Linked DNA regions of Mus musculus: all the other regions are linked to region 1. A link is a contact called in public HiChIP or PLAC-seq, Micro-C and promoter capture Hi-C data. All regions are on one chromosome and are shown on one strand. The core of a region is the stretch at or near the end of the contact, and the rest is flanking DNA. Distances in the headings are between cores, read along the strand shown. Region 1 holds the start of Stmn1 (stathmin 1). Region 2 holds the start of Trnp1 (TMF1-regulated nuclear protein 1). Region 3 holds the start of Rcan3 (regulator of calcineurin 3). Region 4 holds the start of Gpn2 (GPN-loop GTPase 2). Region 5 holds the start of Zdhhc18 (zinc finger, DHHC domain containing 18). Region 6 overlaps Pigv (phosphatidylinositol glycan anchor biosynthesis, class V). Region 7 holds the start of Arid1a (AT rich interactive domain 1A (SWI-like)).

The links. Promoter capture Hi-C pulls out the DNA fragments that hold promoters and counts their contacts. A called contact is a pair of places that touch in the nucleus more often than the background predicts. HiChIP or PLAC-seq counts read pairs in DNA pulled down with a chosen protein or histone mark. Capture Hi-C pulls out chosen DNA fragments and counts their contacts.
Region 2: a contact with region 1 is called in an HNF4G HiChIP or PLAC-seq map of pancreatic cancer cells. The contact joins the promoter of Trnp1 here to the promoter of Stmn1 in region 1. A contact is called at or near these places in 1 of 39 promoter capture datasets (liver), 1 of 484 Hi-C or Micro-C datasets (B cells), 1 of 115 datasets of contacts at active chromatin or transcription factors (pancreatic cancer cells) and 1 of 9 other capture datasets (pancreatic islet).
Region 3: a contact with region 1 is called in a promoter capture Hi-C map of pancreatic islet. The contact joins the promoter of Rcan3 here to the promoter of Stmn1 in region 1. A contact is called at or near these places in 3 of 39 promoter capture datasets (erythroid cells, liver and pre-B cells), 1 of 115 datasets of contacts at active chromatin or transcription factors (pancreatic cancer cells) and 2 of 9 other capture datasets (liver and pancreatic islet).
Region 4: a promoter capture Hi-C map of pre-B cells shows a contact between it and region 1, with 4 times the contacts expected there. The contact joins the promoter of Gpn2 here to the promoter of Stmn1 in region 1. A contact is called at or near these places in 6 of 39 promoter capture datasets (the 3T3-L1 cell line, hippocampal neurons, liver and 2 more) and 1 of 115 datasets of contacts at active chromatin or transcription factors (pancreatic cancer cells).
Region 5: a contact with region 1 is called in a promoter capture Hi-C map of liver, with 3 times the contacts expected there. The contact joins the promoter of Zdhhc18 here to the promoter of Stmn1 in region 1.
Region 6: a promoter capture Hi-C map of cranial neural crest shows a contact between it and region 1. The contact joins the enhancer-like site here to the promoter of Stmn1 in region 1. A contact is called at or near these places in 3 of 39 promoter capture datasets (cranial neural crest, hippocampal neurons and pre-B cells) and 1 of 115 datasets of contacts at active chromatin or transcription factors (memory CD8 T cells).
Region 7: a Micro-C map of embryonic stem cells shows a contact between it and region 1, with 4 times the contacts expected there. The contact joins the promoter of Arid1a here to the promoter of Stmn1 in region 1. A contact is called at or near these places in 1 of 484 Hi-C or Micro-C datasets (embryonic stem cells) and 1 of 115 datasets of contacts at active chromatin or transcription factors (pancreatic cancer cells).

Annotation. Positions count from the first base shown.
Region 1 is chr4:134,466,721-134,469,997 of GRCm38.p6, reverse strand. Stmn1 (stathmin 1) reads right to left here and starts at 1,678. Exons shown (of 5, transcript NM_019641.4): 1 at 1,569-1,678.
Region 2 is chr4:133,497,032-133,500,308 of GRCm38.p6, reverse strand. Trnp1 (TMF1-regulated nuclear protein 1) reads left to right here and starts at 1,759. Exons shown (of 2, transcript NM_001081156.2): 1 at 1,759-2,681. The coding sequence starts at 1,852. The coding sequence ends at 2,523.
Region 3 is chr4:135,432,139-135,435,415 of GRCm38.p6, reverse strand. Rcan3 (regulator of calcineurin 3) reads left to right here and starts at 1,611. Exons shown (of 5, transcript NM_022980.4): 1 at 1,611-1,804.
Region 4 is chr4:133,582,848-133,586,124 of GRCm38.p6, reverse strand. Gpn2 (GPN-loop GTPase 2) reads right to left here and starts at 1,752. Exons shown (of 5, transcript NM_133884.2): 1 at 1,256-1,752; 2 at 59-215. The coding sequence starts at 1,666. It overlaps Gpatch3 (G patch domain containing 3), which reads right to left. Exons shown (of 7, transcript NM_172876.2): 6 at 3,016-3,143; 7 at 1,883-2,506. The coding sequence ends at 2,293.
Region 5 is chr4:133,631,751-133,635,027 of GRCm38.p6, reverse strand. Zdhhc18 (zinc finger, DHHC domain containing 18) reads left to right here and starts at 1,599. Exons shown (of 8, transcript NM_001017968.2): 1 at 1,599-1,949. The coding sequence starts at 1,639.
Region 6 is chr4:133,658,989-133,662,265 of GRCm38.p6, reverse strand. It overlaps Pigv (phosphatidylinositol glycan anchor biosynthesis, class V), which reads left to right. Exons shown (of 4, transcript NM_178698.5): 4 at 1-841. Among named protein-coding and RNA genes, the nearest start is that of Pigv, 12 kb to the left of the region's middle. Within about 2 kb of position 1,610, at least 348 of the 459 cell types and tissues checked have an H3K27ac peak or open chromatin away from gene starts, as enhancers often do. A contact at or near this core is called in memory CD8 T cells and pre-B cells, where this site is marked.
Region 7 is chr4:133,752,215-133,755,491 of GRCm38.p6, reverse strand. It overlaps Arid1a (AT rich interactive domain 1A (SWI-like)), which reads left to right and starts at 1,507. Exons shown (of 20, transcript NM_001080819.2): 1 at 1,507-3,023. The coding sequence starts at 1,881.

The sequences.
Region 1 (3,277 bases), core at 429-2,928:
TATGTGAAAATCAAGAAACATCATTAAAATATCAATCTAGAAACACTGGGACATATTGAGATATTTTCATTGAGTAACGCTGGCAGCAGAAAATCAAATTAAATGATATTCTTCAAAGAAAGAAAATCTTGGAATATCAAAACTCAGGGGTTCAATCACAAGGTTGAAGAATTCCGTCCCTTAATGTTTTTGTCCTGCCCAACATAAGATATTCCAGATTCAACCCAACAATGAGATCGGAGCCATCTTAATTCTGTCTACAACTCATTGTGCAATTGAAATACCCACCCCTGCTTTGTCTGTGTCTGCCACGGTGAATAACACCCAAGCTGGCAGCCAATGATATTCAAGTCCTATTGTTCCTAGGGTTTAAGCTACTAGCCTCACAGTGAGAAAATGAAGTTGTATGAACCTCTAGGTTTCTTTTGAGGGCAGGGTCTACTTAATCCAGGCTGGCTGTAAAATTACAATCCTCTTGCCTCAGCCTCCTCAGGGTAGAGGGGTGGGGTTTAGCCCACTGGGTTAACACTTAACATTTGCAAAGCCCTGGGTTCCATGTTCGATGCATACATGGGCGGGGGGGGGGGGCAGCTTCTGAGTGTTGAGATTACAGACAAGCGCCACCACACCCGCCTGAGGTTTGTCACATTTGATGCCTTATGTCGCAAACATTTTTTTCAACAGTTCTCGAGTATTTTTTTTAAAAAGATCACCATTCTTTTAGCCCCGAAGCGTATGACTAAAGGTTCCAAACACTAGACACTGCAAAAACGAAGCAACGAAAAAAAATGCATTTATCTGTAGCAGAGCACCCAACGCAGCAGACTACACAGCATGGGCGTGGTCCTGGCCCAGGCGGGCAGGCTGGCGGCCCGGGCCAATCAGAACACGCCCTACGCTCCGGCCCCTGGCCCCGCCCCTCGGCTCCCCGCGCCTTTTCGAATCTCCGCGAACCTCTCCACGCTCGGGAGCCCGCGCGCGTGGGCAGCGACAGAATGGGCGGGGCCAACGGTCCTCCGGGGTGGCCCCGCCCCTCTCGGGCTGGCAGCGCGCGGCCGTCTGCCCCCCAACTCCCGCCAAAAACACCTCGCGGACACGCAGCCCTGGGGTGGCTGTAGAGGGCTCGGTCGCACGGCCTTCACCCACTGACGGAGTGCCCAGAGCTGTCCGGGACCACCGCCCCGAAGCCCCGGGAGACCGGGCGGGCGCCGCCCCTCAGCAGCACGAGCGCCCCCAGCCTCGCTCTCCTTCAGACAATGGGGACCCCCCGAACAGCCGCGCCCGCCGGGCGGTAGATGCAGAGGACGGCTCACGCCTCCTATTGTCTCCACGCTCGCACCCGGGCTAAAGCCCAGCGCTGGCCGCGCCCCCTCCCCTCCAGCCCGCATCTCCAGGGAATAGGGACAAAAGCCAAGGCTCCGCCCGAGCTCCACACAAAAGACCAACGCCCCCCACCCGCTGGGGCTCGGGGTCTCCGCCCATCTCCTGTGCCCGGCTGGGGGACCCGCCGCGTTCCCGGCTGCTCCCCAGCCCGCCGTAGCCTCCGCCTAAGCCAAGCCTGCACCCACCTGCTCGGTCCGAGCCGCCTGGCCACACTCTGAGCACCAACAGACCTGGGCGCGCACAAAAGCGCCAAACAGCGGCACGTGACCCAGACCAGGCGCTCCGCATTGGCTGCGGGTGACGGCACGTGCCAGTCCCGCCCCGAAGCCTGGAGAGCACCGCCTCTCTGGAGAGAAGCATTTCGGGAATTGTAGTCCGGGCCAGGGGGGCAGGAGGACAATGCTAGGGGTGGGGCACTCCTGGTGGGGGGTCTCTCTAGGTGTTAGCCGGGACTAGCGTGGGTGGGTGGGGTGTCTCTGATCGGAAGAGCATTTGGCTGCGGCCGCAGGACTGAATCGGTTATGGGACTCTCTTTAGGAAAACTGCAGGGCGAGGTGAGGAGCAGGGGAGGGGTCGGTCCTAACCTACTTCTTTTAGACCTCGACCGACTGGACTCTACCTCTACCCAGCCATAGGAGTTTATTTGGCTCCCTAAGCAATATCCCTTTTGATGCCATACCCCTCCCGGTCGCCTAAAACGCCCGAAACCCTGTGACAAGATAGTGCCACTCCACGCCCCTGCACGATCCTCTACCCTCGGTGTCCTATCACGGACACACGGCAGCTTGTCACCTGTAGCGCAACAACGCAGTCCCTAACCCATTTCCTACTGGCAGATTACGGGCGTGGTTCTTCCCTTGGCCACTTGCATTCTACCCTTCAGCCTCCCGAGCTGGAAACACTGGGATCTAGGCAGGACAGCGGGAGGCTCTGGAATCTGATCTTGGGTTTAACAAAGCCACTAAGCTTAAAGGCAGACTCCATCTGGACTGCTAAAGCCTTGCGGTGACAGGAAAGGGAAGGGAAGAGCGATGGCAGTTCTAGATACACTTTGCTCCTTTTGTTCTGAAAGCACGTGCTCCCTAGAGCGGGGCTGGGCTCACTTTGAGAATGTAAACAAAAGGAGCCACAAGGTCACGGTTCCCTCTGGCCGGGATAAAGCAAAACTATAGCAGAGACACAAAGGAAATTAGCGTGACCCTGTCTGTCTAAGAACCTCTTCTCTCTGCTGACCAAAGCTGTGTCCCCACGAGGTGGTCATTTCCCCAAAGCACCTGCTCAGAAACTCTTCATTGGGTTTACCATTTTATTAATGGATTTGGTCTCTCAAAAGCCAACCCATACATACAACAGCTTCTGTGGAAACAATCCTAATTTTAAAACAATCCTACATCTGCTTAACCAAGAGGGAAGCACCCGAGATAAAATACAATAGGCATACAGGACAGTGAAAACTGTATTGTGCAGACAACGTACAAAGCAAGCAATTGGCAAAGTACAGTTGTCTGGAATATGCTTATAGAGGCATATTTTCCAGCAATTGCCCTTGCGTGGGGTCAGTCTCCCTCTGCCCCCGCCCCAGCCAGTCTAAGTGGTTCTTGCTTAGCATGTGAACAACAGGAGCCAGTTCTGCGCAGTGGAAGGCTTTTCCCTCTCAGAACGCAGTCTCACAATGGCCTGATGCTTCAACTTTCAGAATGGATCCCTGAAGTCATTTTTAGAACTGGACAGGAACGAGGATTAGACCTTTCTGAAAACTGAGAAGCTGGGGGAACACAAATGTGCAGAGACCTCCATAGCCACGAGGTTCGGGAACTTCTGAACCAGCACTTTGTCTTGAAGTCTTTGTATTGGATTTGGAGATGTGTGTGCAAGATCCCACCCATGTGATACA
Region 2 (3,277 bases), core at 510-3,009, 970 kb after region 1:
GAAAAGCCTGCTGTCCCTACGTCTAAGGGATGAGAACACAGTGCATTCAGTGAACACTTATTTAGTTATTTGGATTCTGACACAGATCTCATGTAGCCCAGGCTAGCCCGGTGCTTGCTTTCCTGTCTTCTTGTCTGCCTTTCATGTGCTGGACGACAGGCATAGCTGCTTTGTTGTTTCTGGTTTTATCTGGTGCTGGGGATTGAACCCAGCTTTACTGAGGCACACTACCAGCCCCTCCTCGTAAATATGCTTTCATCATCTTTGCCCTCTTAGAGAGACCAATATCCAAGGTCTCTGGAAGGATTTGCAATCCAGATCTGACAGGTTCCCTGGAACTAACCAATGGTGGGGTTTCCCCACATACATACCTCCCTTTTTTCTTCTTCCTTTCTTTTTTTCCTTTTCCTTTTCTCTCAAGACAGGGTTTCTCTGTGTAGCCCTGGCTGTCCTTCTTCTCTGGGATCTACTCCTGTTCACTGAACACCCCTTTACTACCGTGAGTCCTCCCGTCCCGCTTCTCTGAATCTAACTCCCTTCACCCTCCTTCCCTTGCTCTGGGAGCTGCTTCTGTGGAGATTTGCTGTCAGAGTTCCTGTCACTTAAAAGGCACCTGTAAGCACTTAGAGTTGGGTGGACCCGTGGGTCGGAGGGACTGGGGCTTTCCTCCCCCCACTAGTCAGATTCCTCTTCATATATTTTGACCCTCAGGGCTGGCCACACCTTTGGCAGATCCTTTGAAACCCGAGGACCTGCTGCAGTCCTTCCCAATGGGGTTCAGAGCTTCCTTCCTGCCCTGGGGACCTTGCCCTCTCCTACCGTGAACCCCTCCAATCTCTGATGGCGCTTTCAAATAGATACAATCAGAGGTAAAACCCTTGGTGTCTGGGCCAGTACTTGGAAGGGGAACAGAAGGGCTATTTGTGCCGTGGGGAAAGTGGGCAGAGCTAGGATGGTTAAAATTCGAGATGTGGAGTCGTGCTTGGGAATTGGAGGAATCCACGTATCTCAAGGGCTCTGATGAATGGTTGAGTTTGTTCGTTCATTTCCGTCCAGACTCAGCCACTGTCCTACAATTTGACATTGAGCAGGGCATCGCGGCTTCTTCTGAGTTTCTTTCCCCCTCCATTTGAAAGATACCAGGACGTGTCTTGTGGGCTAGCAGGTGCACACGCAGGCAGAGTTGGAGCTGGAAAATAATTTTGCACACCTTGGGGTTTTCTAAGGGCCCCACGAAGGTTGGCGGACCAGGAGCAGCGGCTCTGGTGTTTGTTTTGCAAGCTAAGTGCCTTCCTGGTATGCGAGTAATCCAGTCATATGCCCATCTTCCAGTGGACACCAGTCGTCTCTCTGCCTTAACCACCCCATAAGCCCAGAGAGATGGGCGGGAAGGGCATCCTAGGAGACCCGGAGCGCTAAGTTCTAGGCTAGGCTCTCACTGTCACGCGGGCCCGGCAGAGGAGCAGAGGTGACGCCCAGCCATTCTGGGTAGAGACTGAAATGTATGACTTTTAAACATTACCATCGAATTTTTCTGAGGTGATTCCAGGCGAGGAAAGTGACCGTCACTTATCTACCCCAAATTTGGGATGATGCCCAAACGGAGCCAATCTGGGAGAAAGACAGGGAACTTGAAACACTTGGGGATACGCTCCTTGGCGGGAGGCAGGGCAGATTCAGGCACAAAAGTCTCGGATTGGCTGTGCTGCCATCGCTCCGCCCCATGTGCTATAAGATGCTGGGCGGCGCGTGCGGCCTGGGTGTGGGCTCTGCGGCCGCCTCTCACTAGTCTCGTGCCCAGCATCTCTCCTCCCCACGCACCGACAACCCTGGGCCGCCGCGGGGCGGGGGATGCCGGGCTGCCGAATCAGCGCCTGCGGCCCAGGGGCCCAGGAAGGGACGGCAGAACCGGGGTCGCCCCCGCCGCCACCCCGGGAGCCCCTGCCGTCCCTCCAGCCCCCTTCCCCATCGCCGACCTCGACTCCGACCCCCACTAAGTCACCGCCCTTACCCGAGGCGGCCGAGACACCCGTGGAAGGGCAGGAGCTGCAGCGCTGGCGCCAGGGTGCTAGTGGGGGGTCTGGGGGCGCGGGCCCGGCGGGGATCGCGGGCGCGGCGGCGGGGGCAGGGGGCCGTGCGCTGGAGCTGGCCGAAGCGCGGCGGCGACTGCTAGAAGTGGAGGGCCGCCGGCGCCTGGTGTCGGAGCTGGAGAGCCGGGTGCTGCAGCTGCACCGAGTCTTCTTGGCTGCGGAGCTGCGCCTGGCGCATCGCGCCGAGAGCCTGAGCCGCCTGAGCGGCGGCGTGGCCCAGGCCGAGCTCTACCTGGCTGCGCACGGGTCCCGTCTCAAGAAGGGTGCGCGCCGCGGTCGCCGGGGTCGTCCCCCGGCGCTGCTGGCGTCCGCGCTCGGCCTGGGGAGCTGCGTGCCCTGGGGCGCAGGGCGGCTACGGCGCGGCCAGGGCCCGGAGCCCGACTCGCCCTTCCGCCGCAGCCCGCCCCGCGGCCCCGCCTCCCCCCAGCGCTGACCTCAGTACCCCGGACCCCTGGCTTCCCGAGGCAGGCGAGTCTCCAGGTGCGGGAGGACAGACGGACGGACGGATCCAGGTGCTGGCCAGATGGACGGCGTCATCTACGCGGAGGAGTCAGCTGGGGGTCCATGGGGGGCCCTGAAAGTGACACTAAGGTGCGGTGTTGTTGACTGGTGTTATTTTGGATACAGCGTGTGTCTGTGTTGAGGAGTGTAGGATCCGGGATCTTCCATGTCTGGGCGGGCATCTGTGGAGCCCTGATAGAGCTGTCCTTTTTTTCGTGGCTGGTTAGATGACAGTGCCAAGTCCCCTTATAGAGATGAACTAGTGGAAGGTGTTCGGCTTCCGGAGGGATTTGGTGGCAAACTTTAACAAGCTGGAGCTTGCTGCAATATTGCAACATCTGCTCCCTCACCTGTGCTAGTGTGGTCTCTCCTGGGTCCCCTGGGACTGTAAAAACCCTGCCCTCAAAGTTGCTGGCTTCTACACAGCCCAGCTCCATCCCTTGCAAGGAGAAGAAGAAGAAAGTCCCAGGATGGAGGAGGGCTGGCTCAGGGCTGTATGACTGGATTCTCCTCTGAGTCTGTGACTCCCATTGGAGGAGACAGATACCCGGAGAGGTTGAAGGTTTGTCCCCATCATACTTAGGTCTCTCTGCTTCTAGGTCCCAGCGTTTCCCATACTCCTAATGATTTTGGTATCTGCTTACAGCCCGATGGGGATATTCAGGATGAGTTGTTTGTCACCTGCT
Region 3 (3,277 bases), core at 362-2,861, 970 kb before region 1:
TGTGCACATATGACTGTGGGGGTAAGAAGCTGGCCACATTTACTCTTTATTGCATATTTTGAGACGCAATTTCTCACTGAACCCAGTATTTAGCCAACTGAGTCACCTCAGAAACTGAGTTCAGAGAATCTTTCTTTCTTTTTTTTTAAGATTTATTTATTTATTATTATATGTAAGTACACTGTAGCTGTCTTCAGACACTCCAGAAGAGGGAGTCAGATCTCATTACAGATGGTTGTGAGCCACCGTGTGGTTGCTGAGATTTGAACTCAGGATCTTTGGAAGAGCAGTCAGTGCTCTTAACCATCTAGCCATCTCACCAGCCCAAGGGGAAACATTTCTATGCTTCTTGATGTGAGTATAGAAGTCACTCTCCATAATTCTTTGATGAAAAAGTGAAGAACTTGACGTGTTAAGTCAAGTTTAATCAGGAGCCTCAGGGTGGAAAGCTGCAGAAACTTCCTAAAGCAAAAGGGATACAACACTGTGATCCTGTGGGGGACACTATGGGAGTCACTCTGACGAGGATGCTATGCCCTGCATTTTGTGCCCATGACTCTCACCGAGTGACAACACTGTGTCCTTAGTTTTGACCCCCTTGTTTCATTTGTCCTATGAAGGGTCTTGCGTAAATGACAAAAGCTGATTTTCTATTTATTATTTGTTTATTATTCAGAAGGGCAGCCGTGTGGAAGTCAGAGAACACTTGCAGGAGTTCTCTCCTTCCATCACGTGCGTCCGGGGTTGGGAGCAAGGACCCTCAGAACTGAGCCATACGGCCTGGATAGCAGAGCAGAATCCTTCTAGCGGGAGCTGAGAGTTCTCCAGCTCTGTACCGTTCATCCAGTTTGTGAGCTGGAAGAGGGCACAGCTCCCTGACAGGCTGGTCTCAGCAACAGCAATTAAAATTAAAATGCCAGCCAGCCTCGGCGCTACTACTAGCCTAAACCCTGACCTAGACATAATTAATGTTCCATTATCTCCAAGGGAGATAAGCAAGACTGTGTGGAAAGGCAAACGCAAATATCATTAATATTGTACATCTGTGCTGGGTGCAATGGAGGGAGGGATGGGGCGCGCGCAGTCACACACCTGGTGACACCCATAGCACAGCCACGTCGCCATCGCCTCTACTGGGCGACGGGAGCTGCGGGGCGAGGTCGGGCACATCCGGCTGCCAGGTTCCTAGAAGGCTACCCCGGGTTAAGCTCACAGGAACCCGCCCCGAGAAGGTTCCTAGTATCCCGGCTAGCTGTTCCTGTCACTGTCACGTGAGGTCAGCAAAAAGAGAGAGAAAATGTTTCTTGGGGGCGGCGGATACCAAGGGGACATCAAAAGTCCCGTTCTGGAGGTCAAGGAAAGCCTCTGCCTTAAGAGTGCCGGCCCAGGGGGGGTGGGAAAAAAAAAAAAAAAGAGTGCCGGCCCAAGTCCCTCAAAGCCAGTGCCAGCCAGCCAAGAGGAGCAGGCGAATGCGCGCGCGCAGAACCCACCCCCGCCCCCAGAGCCCCGCCCACCACTCGGCGACTCCCGCCCACCCAGCTGTCAGCCCCGCCCTCCTGTCTGTGCGCCGGCGCAGCGCGCCCCCTGGGCGCGAGGAACCCAGGGAGGGCGCGAGGCGCGCGGGCCCGGGAGCGCGCGCGACGCTGGCAACCTCGCTCAGCCCTAGGTCACCGCCCGTGTCGCCGGCTGAGGCGGCCGCTGCGGCCCGCGTTGAGGGCGTGGTGGCTCCGGGTGGTGAGGGTCTGTCCGCCCCAGGCCGCGCTCGTGGGCATCCCCCCTCGGGCCTCTCCCCTCGAGCGCACAGGTGAGTCTCCCCTTCGCAGGGCGGGGCCGGGTCGCGGCCGCTCGGAACAGGTTTGCAGCAGCTCTGGGTGATGGATCCCCAGGATCCCTGAAAGTTAAAGCAGCCTCAGCTAGAGCAGCAGCTGCCCAGATCCTCCAGGAACCCCCTAGACGTTGCTAAGGACCAACCGCCTGATGCCCAGGATCTCCCCCAGCAGCTTCGGGGTAACGTCCTGCAAAACAACCCTCGCCCCCAGGTCCTTTCTCCTCCACCAGCAATTTCTCCACCCGCAGTTCGACTTTTTGAAAGATGTCAGGCCCAACCTGGCCCCCCCCTCCCGGAGGGCAGGGAAGGTGTGGCTAGTAAAACCCTCCTGGCAGCAGGTGGAAGCCCCACTCCCCTCTCTCCTCCCCTCCCCCAGGATGCAGGAATCCTCGTGCTTCTCTGCTTCCCTGGCATCTGGAAACTTGTCCGCTTCCTCTTGAACCCTTCAATAGCTGTCTGTTTCCAGGTTGTGGGGTTCCAGCTTCCGTGCGAAATCTCATCATCTCCTCTGGGGATTAAGATTCTAGCGGCTCACGTCCATGTTTCAGATTCAAACTAGGATTATGTAGAGTGATGTTTTATTGTAGGGTTTAAAACCAAATATATATATATTCGCGTCCCAATATTGAAGGCTATCTAGGACAATACATTTACTTGAACTTTTCGTAGAAGTCTCTCATCTACTAGTTGGCCAGAGAAGTAATTGACCATCTGTAGCTATGATTAGTGATTACTTTAAAATGTTATTTTAAGAACTGGGTGTGGCACACGTTTATAATATTAGCAAGTGGGAGACTAGTCTGGACTACATAATACGGTCCTGCCCAACAAAACAAAATAAAACCTATCTTAACACAATGCCATTACCTCTAGTCCAATATATCAATATGTAGTCCTATGAGATGGCTCAGCTGGTACAGACAGACACACTTACTGCAAAGCCTGACAGTTGGAGTTCCCGGATCCCGGGGATCAACATGGCAGGAGGAGAGAATCAGCTTTTGCAAGTTGTCCTTTGACTAATACCTGAGTGTTGCTGAGGCCACAGTCAAACACACATATAAACATTCAATAAATATATGTTAACAAAATAGTGTGCCGGGGGCGGGGGATGTCCACTGTTAAGAGCACCTACTGCTCTTGCACAGAACTGGGCTCTGAGTCCTAGCACCCGTATGTAACTTCAGTTCCAGGTGATCCCACCCCTCCTCTGACCTCTGAGGGCTTATGCACACACCTGATGCATGTACACAAACTCAGAAGTAAGTAAAAGGGCAGAATTTGAGGAATATATTAAGTCTCAGAGTCTGGGTGTTTATGCAGCATGCACAGTTGTTCATTTTGATGGGGATTTCACGTTAGCGTTCAGTTATACATTGGATGTGGGAGGATTATGAAAAAGATGAAATCAGTATCCTGTTACTCTTCACTGCAGCTTTCCAATTTGCT
Region 4 (3,277 bases), core at 503-3,002, 880 kb after region 1:
GGCCAAAAGTCAGGAAGGCAGCGAGGTAGCTCCCTTCGCGCTGCAGGCAGTCTCTTACCCAGCTTCCCATAGTGTTCAATAAGGTCCATCTTGGAGAGGAGGTTGATGTGGGGCAATTCCACGTGCAGCATGGTGGCCAGGGAGGTACACAGGACGGAGATGAACTTGGCTGGGTCTGTGCAGTAGTGAGAATCCACAAGGTGGACAGCAGTCAGCTGTGAGCAGAAGGTACAGGGTGAGAGGAAGACTGACCTGGTGAGGGAGGACACTTCTGAGCCCACATCTCCCTCGAGAGCCTGGCAGCCCACGGATCCAGTGTACCCTTCCTTAGTACTGTTCTATTCCTTCCTTAGTACTGTTCTATTCCTTCCTTAGTACTGTTCTATTCCTTCCTTAGTACTGTTCTATTCCTTCCTTAGTACTGTTTTATTCCTTCCTTAGTACTGTTCTATTCCTTCCTTAGTACTGTTCTATTTCCTGTTCATGTGCCTGCTTGAGACAGGGCTTGATGGCCCAGAACTCTTTCTGCCTCCACACCACATTGCTGGGGTTACAGGCCTGAGATATTTTCCTGCCTCTTGTTCTTAATTTTTTTTTTCCAAGACAGGGTTTCTCCGTGTAGTCCTGGCTGTCCTAGAACTCACTCTGTAGACCAGGCTGGCCTCGAACTCAGAAATCAGCCTGCCTCTGCCTCCCAAATGCTGGGATTAAAGGCGTGCACCACCACCGCCAGGCAACTTAATTTAAATTTAATAACATCATGTCCTCCTCCAAGAAGATAGGGGGCAATTTTACCATTTTGTCCTTCCTACTATTCTGGGGACCAAACCCAGGGACTGTGGCCTCTGCTTGTTAGACAAGTTCTCTACCACTGAGCTAATCTCCAACACCTCTTCCAAGGTCTCTTGCACAGTTCCTGCAGTGGACAAAGGGTTCAAATCACACTGCACCTACCTCTCTACTCTTTCATCACACTTCTGAACACCAACTAACCAATCACTAAGCCACTTTCTGTGTAGTCACTTCCACTGTTTTTAAAATTGGGAACTGTCACATTCATTTTAGAGATGACAAAACTGAGTGAAAGGACTTTCCAAGACCATGAAATGAGTTGGGGCCGAGCTAAAATTCTATCTCAGAGGCTTTAGTTCTGCTTCAAACTTAACTCAGCCGCTATCTCCCAATGTAACTTGGGGGCGTGGCACCTATCCGCCTCCCGGTCTCAGGGATTCCTTCTGCCCGACCCGAGACACACCCTGAGGTCCCACTGGGCCATTTGGGAGAAGATGCTGCGTAGGGCGGTGTGGTGCGTGCAGAGCTCCACCTGGCCGGGGCAGTCGAAGAGAAAGTAGTGGCCTCGCAGGGGCTCCAGCTTGGCGCGCAGCCAGTCCAGGTTGGCTTCCAGGTACTCCATGCAGTAGAGCAGGCCACCGTTGGGCCCCAGGCGCAGCGCGTCCATCACGTCGCCCAGCCCCACCAGCTCGCCCACGTCCACCGCACACTCGTAAGGCAGTCCGTCGTTAGCGGGGTCCAGGTTCACCACCGCCACGCGCCGCCCCAGAGCGCGCAGGAACTCACTCATGCCCAGGCAGTACGTGGTCTTCCCCGAGCCCGGGGGCCCGATCACTGCCTGCCCGAAGGCCGTAGTCGGGGCGGCCCCCGCCATGGGTGGAGCTGGCAGCCCACGGGCGCCTCACCAAGTAAACTCAAGCAGAAAAACGAACAAACTACCCGGCAAGGAAGGGAAAAGTTCCGACTTCCGGATTCCGCCGGAACTTGTCTGGAGAGGAAGTCCCACCCACACGGCCACGGCATAGGCTGTGGTCACGCAACCGCACACCTCCGGTTTTAAGATTTCCCCAGGCTTCACTAAGGCAGATCTCCATGCCGGGTAAACTGGTTTATTCTCGCACCGATCCGTCTCTAGGCAGAGGGTAGACGTGGTAAGGGACCGCGACGCTCTCTGGATCAATTCTCTGGTCCCCTTTCCCAGCTTCACGGAGCTCTTCAGACAACCCTCAAACCCGACTGGACGGTGCCACAGGCAGTCCAGATCTTCACTGTTCTGGGCAAACCCAAACAAGCACTAGGGCCTGGAGACCAAGGGAAGGCCTTTAGGCACAAACACCCCAGGAGACGGAGGGGCTTTTGGTGATATCATCTTTGAGGTAGAGAAACTGGGCATGCTCAGGGCTGCTCCCAGGCTCTGGGCTGCTTCTCAGGTCCACAGGGCAAGATCCAGGCAGAGGGCTAAGTCCCTGCCGCAGAGTGATCCTGACCAAGGACATAGGCTCACTCGGGCTCAGGTCTGTCCAAGGCACAGCTAGAACCCTTCACAAAAGTCATATCTGTCCGAAACTTCATGCTGGTGGGTGGCTGGCGCCGGAGCAAGGTCTCCCCCTGGTCTTGGGGCAGAGGCTCATCATAGATGGTGGAAATGAGCCCCAAGCCAGTTCGACGGGGCCTCTTCAGTTGCCTAAATGGCTGTAACTTCTCTCCATGGTATCTGGATAAAACAGAGCTCTTGGTGAGAAGGCTGCTCTCTTCAAAGCCCAGTAAAGAGGTTAGCAAGAGACAGGAAGTAATTACTACATATCTGGTTTGTTCTATCAGAGCGGTCTCATGCTCATAGCACAAGAACCCGGGGCAAGGACACACTCACTCCTGAGCCACACCTCCAGCACCAAAGACAAAGCATTGTCTCCAAATTCTGCTCTCCAGCCTCTGGAGAGGAGTGTCAACTATCAGGGACCTGGGAATTTTCATTTCCACAACAGACTCCCTTATGAAGCCAAAACCCAGACTTGAGGAAATGACTTCCCTGAGGGCCCCGTGATCCTTTAAGTTGTAGGATTGGGTTTAAAATGAAAATAAGGACAGTGTCATCTATTTCTACACCTGCTGTGAAGCTGTTCATTTAGAGGGGCCCACACCCACCTCAAAACAATGGCAAGAGGGAAAGCAGACAGCAGCACAGCTGGACAATGGCCTAGGGAGCCCCTCAGGTGCACTCACCCCAAGCCGCGCTTGCATCTAGGATGCTGGCCATCTCCATCCAGGGCCTCAGGCACCCCGGAGCACCTGCTGCCCAGGCCCTGGCCTTCAGCCCAGCCCTGGCGCTCCATCACCTTCCGGCCGATGCCCTGCAAAGGAAGAAGCGAGAGTCCAGAGAAAGAAGTGGCTCAAGTGTGGCAGGGGTGCAGGCTCCATCACTTGGGAGATGGAGCAGAGATTTAAGTTCGAGGTCAGGCTGGGCTACATATGAGACCCTGCCTCA
Region 5 (3,277 bases), core at 350-2,849, 830 kb after region 1:
CCTACGAGGGTGGCCCATTAAACCCCACAGAAAGCACTCCACTGCTTTCCAAAGTCCTAAGATCCACATGTCTCCAAACAAAAGCATGGTCAGGCCTATCACAGCAATACCCCACTTCTAGTACCAACTTCTGTCTTAGGGTTTCCATTACTGTGAAGAAACACCATGACCAAGGTAATTCTTATAGAGGAAAACATTTAATTGTGCTCTCATTACCTGGGCCAAGCATATTCAAACCATCACAGTGGTTAAGAGTACTTGCCGAACAATCATGGGTGCCCCAGTTCAGACCCCAGCATCTACCTAACCATTTAGGTATCTTACAGTGAACTTCGGCTCTGAAGGATCTGAGACCTTCTTCAGGCCTCCATGCATACGTAGGCCTGCCCTCTCGGTCTCCCCACGTGCACGTTCAGTCACACAAACACAAATGATCTGTCTTAGGGCAGGTGGAGCAGCTCAGTGCTAGAGACAGGGGTTGCCCAGCTGGTGAGGTCCTGGGTGGGATACTCAAGTATCCCAAAAGCAAAACAATCCCTGTTCTTTTGTTTTGTTTTTCGAGACAGGGTTTCTCTGTGTAGCCCTGGCTGTTCTGGAACTCACTCTGTAGACCTGGCTGGCCTCGAACTTAGAAATTCGCCTGCCTCTGCCTCCCAAGTGCTGGGAGTAAAGGCGTGGGCCACCATAGCCAGCTAGCAATCCCTGTTTTCACAAATGGATGCTAAACTCTCCTTGTCAGGTTCAGGAAGTGCACAAGTCCTTCAGAGAAACCTCGCTGGTGAGCCACTGCAATGAGCTCTAGTAACTTTGGGTGGAGTTTCAGCAAAACTCCCAGGCCTCCAGTCACATCACGAGAAATAAGTTCCACCATCAACTTGAATGGTTTGCAAGGAGGCTGGACCCCATTTGCTCCAGATAAGACTGCCTGATTTAGCCCTATGAGCTTTGGGGGTGATGCATGTAAAAGAATTTGCTAAAATATTTCTGGACTTCCGACCTGAGTCCTAGAAAATATAGTGTGCGCGTGTGTGTGTGTGTTTTCAGCTGAAACAGGGACTCACTTGTAGCCCAGCTCGTTGCAAATTCACCTTGGACCTTGGCCTGAAGGTCCTTGAACCCTACTTGTCTCAGTCACCAGGAGTTAGCCCACCCCAGTTCCTGGTTGGTTAGGTCTGTTGTGAAAACACCCACCTGAAAAAAGTTTGGGGCCCTTAGGCATGATCTCCATTTGGGGATTATCTAGAACCCAGGGTTGAACCTAGGACAGCAGGGAGGGAAAGACTAAAGGATATTTCACTCACACCCCTTTAGACACTCGGAACTTTCAAAGCACCCTTACCAGCTTGCCCTCAGAGGTGGGCGAGCCTGGAGTGCCTGAGCTGTCCCCTGAATCTCTGACTCCTAAGGCAGGGTCTGAGAGCACCGGCAGCTGAGGGAGCCCTGGAGGCCGCATCTGCAGAGCCCGGGCTGGGCGCAGGAGGCGCTGCGGAGCGAGCCGGGGGCGGGGCGGCAGCGGAGAGGCCAACCCGAGCGAGCCTGCCTGCCCGCCCGCCAGCGCCGCGCGCGCCGCCGCCACCTCCGCTGCTCGGCCCGGTCCCGGAGCGGCCGGGCGCGGAGCCGAGGCCCGCGGCCGGCCGCATGAAGGACTGCGAGTACCAGCAGATAAGCCCCGGGGCCGCCCCGCCGCCCGCCTCCCCCGGGGCGCGTCGCCCCGGCCCCGCCGCGCCCCCTGCTCCAAGCCCCGGGCCCGCGCCTGGCGCGCCGCGCTGGAGCGGCAGCGGCAGCGGCAGCGGGAGCCTGGGCCGCCGGCCCCGGCGTAAGTGGGAGGTGTTCCCGGGCCGCAACCGCTTCTACTGCGGAGGCCGGCTCATGCTGGCCGGCCACGGCGGCGTCTTCGCGCTCACGCTGCTGCTCATCCTCAGCACCACCATCCTCTTCTTCGTCTTCGAGTGAGTTCGCCCACCCCCACCCCGGCACTGCGTCCCCGGCCGCCGCTCCTTCCCCGCCCGCATCCGTGAGCCCTCGGGCCTCCGCCCGCCGCCCCGGAACCCCGGAACCCCTTCTCGCCACCCGGACCTTGGGTGCCCCGCCCGGGTCACCAGCTTTTGCCGGGTCCCTCAGGTCCACCTGCGGTCACTCACTGGCTGGTTCTTGCCTATCCCAGGCTCTTTCTGACCCTTCTAGGCGTCTTTCATTCCTGTCCTCAGACAAGTAAGTTTTTGTGTCCTTTGGCTGTGGACACCCTACCATGAATTTTTCTAGGCGTCCTCTCAAGTCCCTCCAAGGTTCTACAGGGTCCTGGCTCCCACACCCGCTTTCCCTCAGTCATGGTCACCCTAGGCCCGGAGGCAGTCCTCCCTAAAGCATCTCTGGGCCTCTCAGACAGGCCCTTCTCTCTCCAGCACTTTCCTTAGTTTCTCCAAAGCTTCTTCCCGACGCTCTCTTAGCTCCCTAGTCCTCTAGGTGTCTCCCACCCTGCCCTGTCTCTTTCCCCTCCGGACACTCTGCATCCCTCGGTGGCGGTCCACCACCGGGACAGCGGGCGGCATCAAGATCCTTTTCAGGAAAGAGACCTGAGTGCTTTCACACGGCCTGTCTTATTTGCCCCTATGGGCTTCTGACCTTTTCCCAGTGACCTAGGGTTGGCCTACACTGTAGCTCCGTTTTAGGACTGAAGGATGGAGGAGTGGCTGCTTATAGTTTTCTCGGGCCACTCATGCATCCAAAGTTTCCACCCACCCTCAGCCTCTAGCTGGAGTCACTTGCCCTGTGACTCCTTGAGGGCACATACACCCCCACTTGAACGCACCCGGGGTGAGTCCCACCTTTCCCTCCTACTTCTTCCTATTGGTTTCTTTTATTATTCATTATGGTTAAGAACTCCATCTCTGGCTCCAGTCCCAGCTCCACCTCCCACTAATTGTGTGGCCTGCAGGCAGTCATTTTACGTTTCCAAACCTCAGTGCCCTCACCTGTAGAATGGGGACTTTAATAGTACCCACCCCCGACAGGGTTCTATTGAGATTGGTCATGCTTGCAAGCCTTTAGCTTTTTTTTTTCCAGATATATTCATTATTTATTTATTTATTCTTTTTCGTCCAAGCTTCTAGCACTTGATGTTGGCAGCTATTACTTCCCCGGGGTTGGGGGAGGGGGGCACGCATGTCATGATGAGGCTGTCTGAAAGACCAGTTCTCAGATCACTTTCCAGGACCTGGATTATGTCTCTGTAACTACAAGGTGAAGACATCCTTCCTTTCCATCCTCCCCCAAAATG
Region 6 (3,277 bases), core at 361-2,860, 810 kb after region 1:
CTGATCCACGTGTAAGTCTGTCTTCTTGTTTTTTGAGAGAAGGTTGGTTTCTCTACATTGCCCTGGTTGTCCTGGAACTCACTCTGTAGACCAAGTTTATGTAGACCAGGCTGGCCTTGAACTCAGAGATTCATCTGCCTCTGCCTCTTGAGTACTAGGCCCACCACTGAGTGTGAGCCACCCCTGCCTGGCCTGGTGGATAAATTTAAATGTTTGATCAAAGCACAGGCCAACAGCCTGCCCCACTCAGGATGGTGGAGTCAGTGCAGTGTAGTGACAGAAGGAAGAGGGGACAGACAGCCTGCTCTAAGTGAGAGGTTTCTGAAGGTGGTTGTTTTCTTTTTTTTTTTTTTTAAAGATGTATTATATTATATATGAGTACACTAGCTGTCTTCAGACACACCAGAAGAGGGCATCAGATCCCATTGCAGATGGTTGTGAGCCACCATGTGGCTGCTGGGAATTGAACTCAGGACCTCTGGAAGAGCAGCCAGTGCTCTTAACCACTGAGCCATCTCTCCAGCTCCCTGAAGTTTTCTTTATGATACTGGTGTGTGTGTGTCTGTGTCTATCCTACAGACTGTGAAAATCTAAATACTCCTTTTGCAATGAATTACCTTTTTCTGGAGGAGGGGTAGTCAGGGGAGCTAAGACAAGGTCCCTCTGTGTAACTCTGACTGTCCTAGAACTTGCTTGCTATGTAGATCTGGCTGGTTTTGAACTCAGAGATCCTCCTACCTCTGCCGAACTAGTTTCTATAAATTATAGAGGGTTGAGGCTAGAACTCCGTAGTAAAGCACACGAGGCCCTAATTTCAGTAATAAACACCACTTGGATCAGAGCACAGGGTCTGAATCTTGGCTCCCATTCCTCACTTTCCAGCTGTATGATCTAAAGCCACCTTCAGAGCTTTTGCCTTCTCTGAAATTAAGGAGGAGACTTCTTCCCTGGGGTGTGATTTAGGCCTTAAATCTTGAGGCTACCTTAAACAAAAGATAAATGGAGGCTCACAAGTGGTCTAATGGGAAAGTCCTCCTTTGATCAATTGGAAACAGCCTCCCCCCCACCTCTGGGAACAACTCGGAATAGAAGCTGTCGTGGAGAGTAATGACACCTGGTGGAAAAGGGTAACCCAGGGTGACTGGTTTTCCATTCTCAAAGATCACACTTGCATGAGTCAGAGGCACCTACCCCACAGCCTTGATGGGGGAACCTTGTAGCTAAGTCAGTCCAAGGTTGTCTACTGTAGCATCTGCCCTGCTTCCTGGCTCCCTGTGGTTACTAAGAGTAACCCTGCCCCTGAGGAAGGATGACTCCAGGATGCTGAGGCTTGAGGTGAGCTTGAGGGCAGCTACAGAATAAGACCCTGTATAAATGAAAGACAGTGTCCCTGCTGCGCAGCGTTTGTGCATTCTTGAGCCAGGTAACTTTGGCTCGGTGTCACCATCCTTACTCCCCATTGGGCCAAAAATTCCAATAAGCAGCATTCTTCAAAACAGATGGCAGTCAGCAGTGGCTTCTGGAAAGCTCGGAGTTGGAATTTGGACACACTCCCTCCGACCGTGACAGAAAGCTCAACTTGCCAGCTGAAGGGAAGCTCCTGGCCCAGGCCCAGCACCCTCTGTGGGAGCCTCCAGCCAGCCTGGCCAACGAGCATTCCCACCCAGCACCACAGCACTAGCACAGCCAAGCATTTGGTCCAGAGTCAAATGCTACTGAAAATGTACACACAGATTGGGGCAGCCCTCTGCCTTCTGCCAAGACACCAAGTGCCCTTCTTGGCAAAAGACAACACCTCTCCCCTAGTGTGTCCCTCCAGCTGGCAGACTGCAGCCTCTTCCCCAGCAGCTGCAAATCCTAGGACTCCCCCTCCCCCTCCAAAAAAAAAAAAGTGCGTGGGAGGAGCCGGGATCCTTTGGTCTCCCTCTCTGCTCCACTTTGCCTCCGTTTGGAGGGTAACCAGAAGTGATTGTTCCTCTCCTGGGAGAGGTGACTCACCCCCTACAGAGCAGCTTCAGTCTCCCCTGTTTTGTCCCTAGAGCCATCACTGAAGAAACCCTACACCTGGGCACCCCGGCTAGGTAAGCACACCTGGAGAAGGCCGGGCTTCTGGCCTGGGAGGCTCACGGCTCAGCTTGTAAGGAGCGGGCTGACTTTATGACCAGCAGCTGTCCCTTTACCGGCCTATTAACAGTCTTTAATAGTCTGAAGGAGGACCGTGAAGGGCCCAAGGCCGGAGCTTCCTGTTTCCCCGAGGTCTAAGAATGCCACAGCTGGGTGGGGCGGCCACGGTTTCAGAGAAAAGTCATTTCCTTCCAAGACCCTGCTAAAATACAAACCAGACACTCTGAGGACCCAGAAGTGGATGTCTTTTTGTTCTTTAATGGAGGTGGGAAAAGGGGAAGCTTTGGCGGGTCTCTAGTAGTCCCACTGGGGTGGGGCAGCGGAAGTCTGGGTCTAAAAATGTAAAGTGTGGAGGCTTAAGTTTTTAAAAGGATTCTTTTCACCAGTTGTTTATTAATGCCTGTTTTGGACTAAGGCAGGCCTAGCCACGCCTCCTGTCCTCAAGTGTTGCTGGCCAGTGCACCGGAGCATTCATTAGGGAAGTGGTAAATTCTTTAAAAAGCAACATTTTAGTGTGTGTGTGTGTGTGTGTGTGAGTGTGTGTGAACATGAACATCCTATAGCCCACGTGGAAGTCAGCATTGCCCTCTTGTTGAGTCTTAGTTCTTTATTATGCTGTCCTTAAAACTGGGCATGTCAGGCCTGAGGACAAGTCCCTTCCCCCACTGAGCCCTCTGAGTGCTGGCCCAGAAGTAGCAAATTCTGAGGCATAAAGGACATGTTTTGCTATCTTTCTACTTAAATTTTTTTTATAACGAGGATGAATTAAAGTTTTAATTTGAAGATGGTGTGGTGCACACGTGCAGTCCCTGCCCTTGTGAGATGGAGCAGGAAGATTGTGAAATCTAAGCCTACTGTGGTGCACACCTTCAATCCTAGGACTCGGGAGGCAGAGGTAGGGGGGATCTCTGTGAATTGGAGGCTATCCTGGTCTACAGAGTGATTTCCAGGACATCCAGGGCTACGTAGTGAGGCCATGTCTCAAAACAAAACAAAACAAAAAGAACTGGAAAGATGTCTCGGTGGTTAAGAGCCCCAAGTCCTGTTTTTGTAGGGGACCCAAGTACAAGACCCTATCACTGTAGCTCCAGCAGAGACAACACCAGGAAACCTTGACAACCTGCACTCCTGAGCACATTGCACATAGGAACAC
Region 7 (3,277 bases), core at 258-2,757, 710 kb after region 1:
AACTTCAAGGAGTCTTACACCTTAGGATAGACAGCAGATCTGAGGGGCATCCGTTTTCTGTGTGACCTGTTAGGCTCTTTTTCTCTCTTTATAGAGAAAATGGTTTCCATTTTCTGCATCCCTCTTCTGCAGTGGTTTTTGAACAGAGGTTCTTTCAGTCCCTGGAGCCTCTTCTGTGGGCTGTTTACAGTCTTCCAAGGTACTTGCCTTTGAAGATTGGGCTACTGGCCATTGTGAGCTAGGTTCCCTTAGGAAGTGCTAATGGAGCTTGGTTTGCCTGGAGGACTGTCTTAAGCCCCCAACGCATCAGTAGCCACCATTTTAAGAGAAGTGGTGGGATGACCACGTTTGATTTTCAAACCTCCTGACACTGATCTGATCCGGTGGTTGGATTTGTTCACAACGTAAGTGCCTTTCTTTTCTCTTTTCCTCCTTTTCTCTGGCTAAGTAGACAAGATGCGGCTTCGGCCACTCACTCCACTTTTTATAGCCACACACTTCTGCCCTCTGACTTTAAGTGACCTGGGCAGTCCCCTCCCTTCAGTCTGTTGGTAAAATGGGGGGGGGGGAGATAATCCAGACCTCATGCCCCCAGGGCCTTGTCAGAGAGGGCTAATGAGGGCAGGGCACGGGAGAACCGATAGTTTGAACAATGGTCAGTCCTCCTTTGGGGCTAGCCAAAGGGGGGGAAAAGCAGGGCTCGCTCAGCTGGGTCTCTAGAGCAGGTCTGCAAAAGGCTTTGAAGAAGAAAAGTGCTGCGGAGGTGCTAAGTCGCAGCCAAGAGCCCAGGCCCGGTGCCAGGGGGTCAGGTCCCGGCCGCGGCGGCCGCGGTTTCGGGCTCAGGCCAATTTTGCAGGCGCGGGTAAAGTTCACGCGGCCCGCTCCCTTTGGAGCGGCCGGGAGGGGACAGGCCAGGCTGGGAACGCGGCGAGCGAGGCGGCGCAGGCTCCGGAGGCGCGGGCTCCGGGCCGGGTTTTCCCCGAAGCCTTCGGCGGCGGCGCAGCCGAGCGAAAGAGGCTGAGGGCTTGCCGCCGCCGCCGCGGCTCCTTCTCTCCCCTCCTCCTTTGTGAGGGGAAGGGAGCGAGTCCATTCCACGGCCTGCGCCCGCTCCGCGCTCCAGTCCTGGTTTTTCAGGCGGCCGCGACGGCGCTGGGTAAAATGGCAGTGCTGAGCCTCGTGTCGGAGTGAGGGGGACTCGGAGGAGAGTGGGGCGCTCTAGCTGCTCAGTCCCGCCGCCCGCCCGCCCGCTCTCTCGTTCGCTCTCTCGCCCGCCCGCCCGCCGCCAAGCAGCAGCCTCGGCCCGAGCCGCGGCCGGGGAGGCGAGGCAGGGCGCCCGCCAGAGCAGCGCTCCTACTCTGCCTCCCGGCGCCCCGTCCGCCGCCGCGCGCCCTCCAGCCCGCCCGCCCGCCCGCCCGTCCCGGGTCCCCCCTCCCCCCCCGCTCCCTCCCTCCTTTCCCGCCCCCTCCCCCTCGCCTCCCTCCCTCCCTCCCTCCTCCTTTCTCCGGCAGCAGAAAGCGGAGAGTCACAGCGGGGCCAGGCCCTGGGGAGCGGAGCCTCCACCGCCCCCCTCATTCCCAGGCAAGGGCTTGGGGGGAATGAGCCGGGAGAGCCGGGTCCCGAGCCGCCAGAGCCCGGAGCAGCTGAGCCGCCGGCGCCTCGGCTGCCGCCGCCGCCTCCTCCTCCTCCTCCGCCGCCAGCCCGGAGCCTGAGCCGGCGGGGCGGGGGGGAGAGGAGCGAGCGCAGCGCAGCAGCGGAGCCCCGCGAGGCCCGCCCGGGCGGGTGGGGAGGGCAGCCCGGGGGACTCGGCCCCGGGGCGGGGTGGGAGGGGGGAGAAGACGAAGACAGGGCCGGGTCTCTCCGCGGACGAGACAGCGGGGATCATGGCCGCGCAGGTCGCCCCCGCCGCCGCCAGCAGCCTGGGCAACCCGCCGCCGCCGCCCTCGGAGCTGAAGAAAGCCGAGCAGCAACAGCGGGAGGAGGCGGGGGGCGAGGCGGCGGCGGCAGCGGCCGAGCGCGGGGAAATGAAGGCAGCCGCCGGGCAGGAGAGCGAGGGCCCCGCCGTGGGGCCGCCGCAGCCGCTGGGAAAGGAGCTGCAGGACGGGGCCGAGAGCAATGGGGGTGGCGGCGGCGGCGGAGCCGGCAGCGGCGGCGGGCCCGGCGCGGAGCCGGACCTGAAGAACTCGAACGGGAACGCGGGCCCTAGGCCCGCCCTGAACAATAACCTCCCGGAGCCGCCCGGCGGCGGCGGCGGCGGCGGCAGCAGCAGCAGCGACGGGGTGGGGGCGCCTCCTCACTCGGCCGCGGCCGCCCTGCCGCCCCCAGCCTACGGCTTCGGGCAAGCCTACGGCCGGAGCCCGTCTGCCGTCGCCGCCGCGGCGGCCGCCGTCTTCCACCAACAACATGGCGGACAACAAAGCCCTGGCCTGGCAGCGCTGCAGAGCGGCGGCGGCGGGGGCTTGGAGCCCTACGCCGGGCCCCAGCAGAACTCGCACGACCACGGCTTCCCCAACCACCAGTACAACTCCTACTACCCCAACCGCAGCGCCTACCCCCCGCCTCCCCAGGCCTACGCGCTGAGCTCCCCGAGAGGTGGCACTCCGGGCTCCGGCGCGGCGGCGGCCGCCGGCTCCAAGCCGCCTCCCTCCTCCAGCGCCTCTGCCTCCTCGTCGTCTTCGTCCTTCGCACAGCAGCGCTTCGGGGCCATGGGGGGAGGCGGCCCCTCAGCGGCCGGCGGGGGAACTCCCCAGCCCACCGCCACCCCCACCCTCAACCAACTGCTCACGTCGCCCAGCTCGGCCCGTGGCTACCAGGGCTACCCCGGGGGCGACTACGGCGGCGGGCCCCAGGACGGGGGCGCGGGCAAAGGCCCGGCGGACATGGCCTCGCAGTGCTGGGGGGCTGCGGCGGCGGCGGCGGCGGCGGCAGCGGCCGTCTCGGGAGGGGCCCAACAAAGGAGCCACCACGCGCCCATGAGCCCCGGGAGCAGCGGCGGCGGGGGGCAGCCGCTCGCCCGGACCCCTCAGGTACACAGCCGAGCGGGGAGGGGGCTGGGGCCAGCGGGGCCGGGGGGTGGGCTGGGTGGCGGCTGCGGGGAAGCAGGCCCCGGCCGTGGGCTCCCCTCGGGCTTGGGCCCCCACTGCCGGGGAGCTGCCATTGTCTGGCTCTTCTCTCTTAAAATGGCTGCCTGTCTGCCTTCCTCTCCTTCCCTCGATCAGCCTTTGTGTGGGGCTTTTCCAGGGGTGTCTGTCCGGTTTCTCCTCCTCCGCTGGTCCTTTCG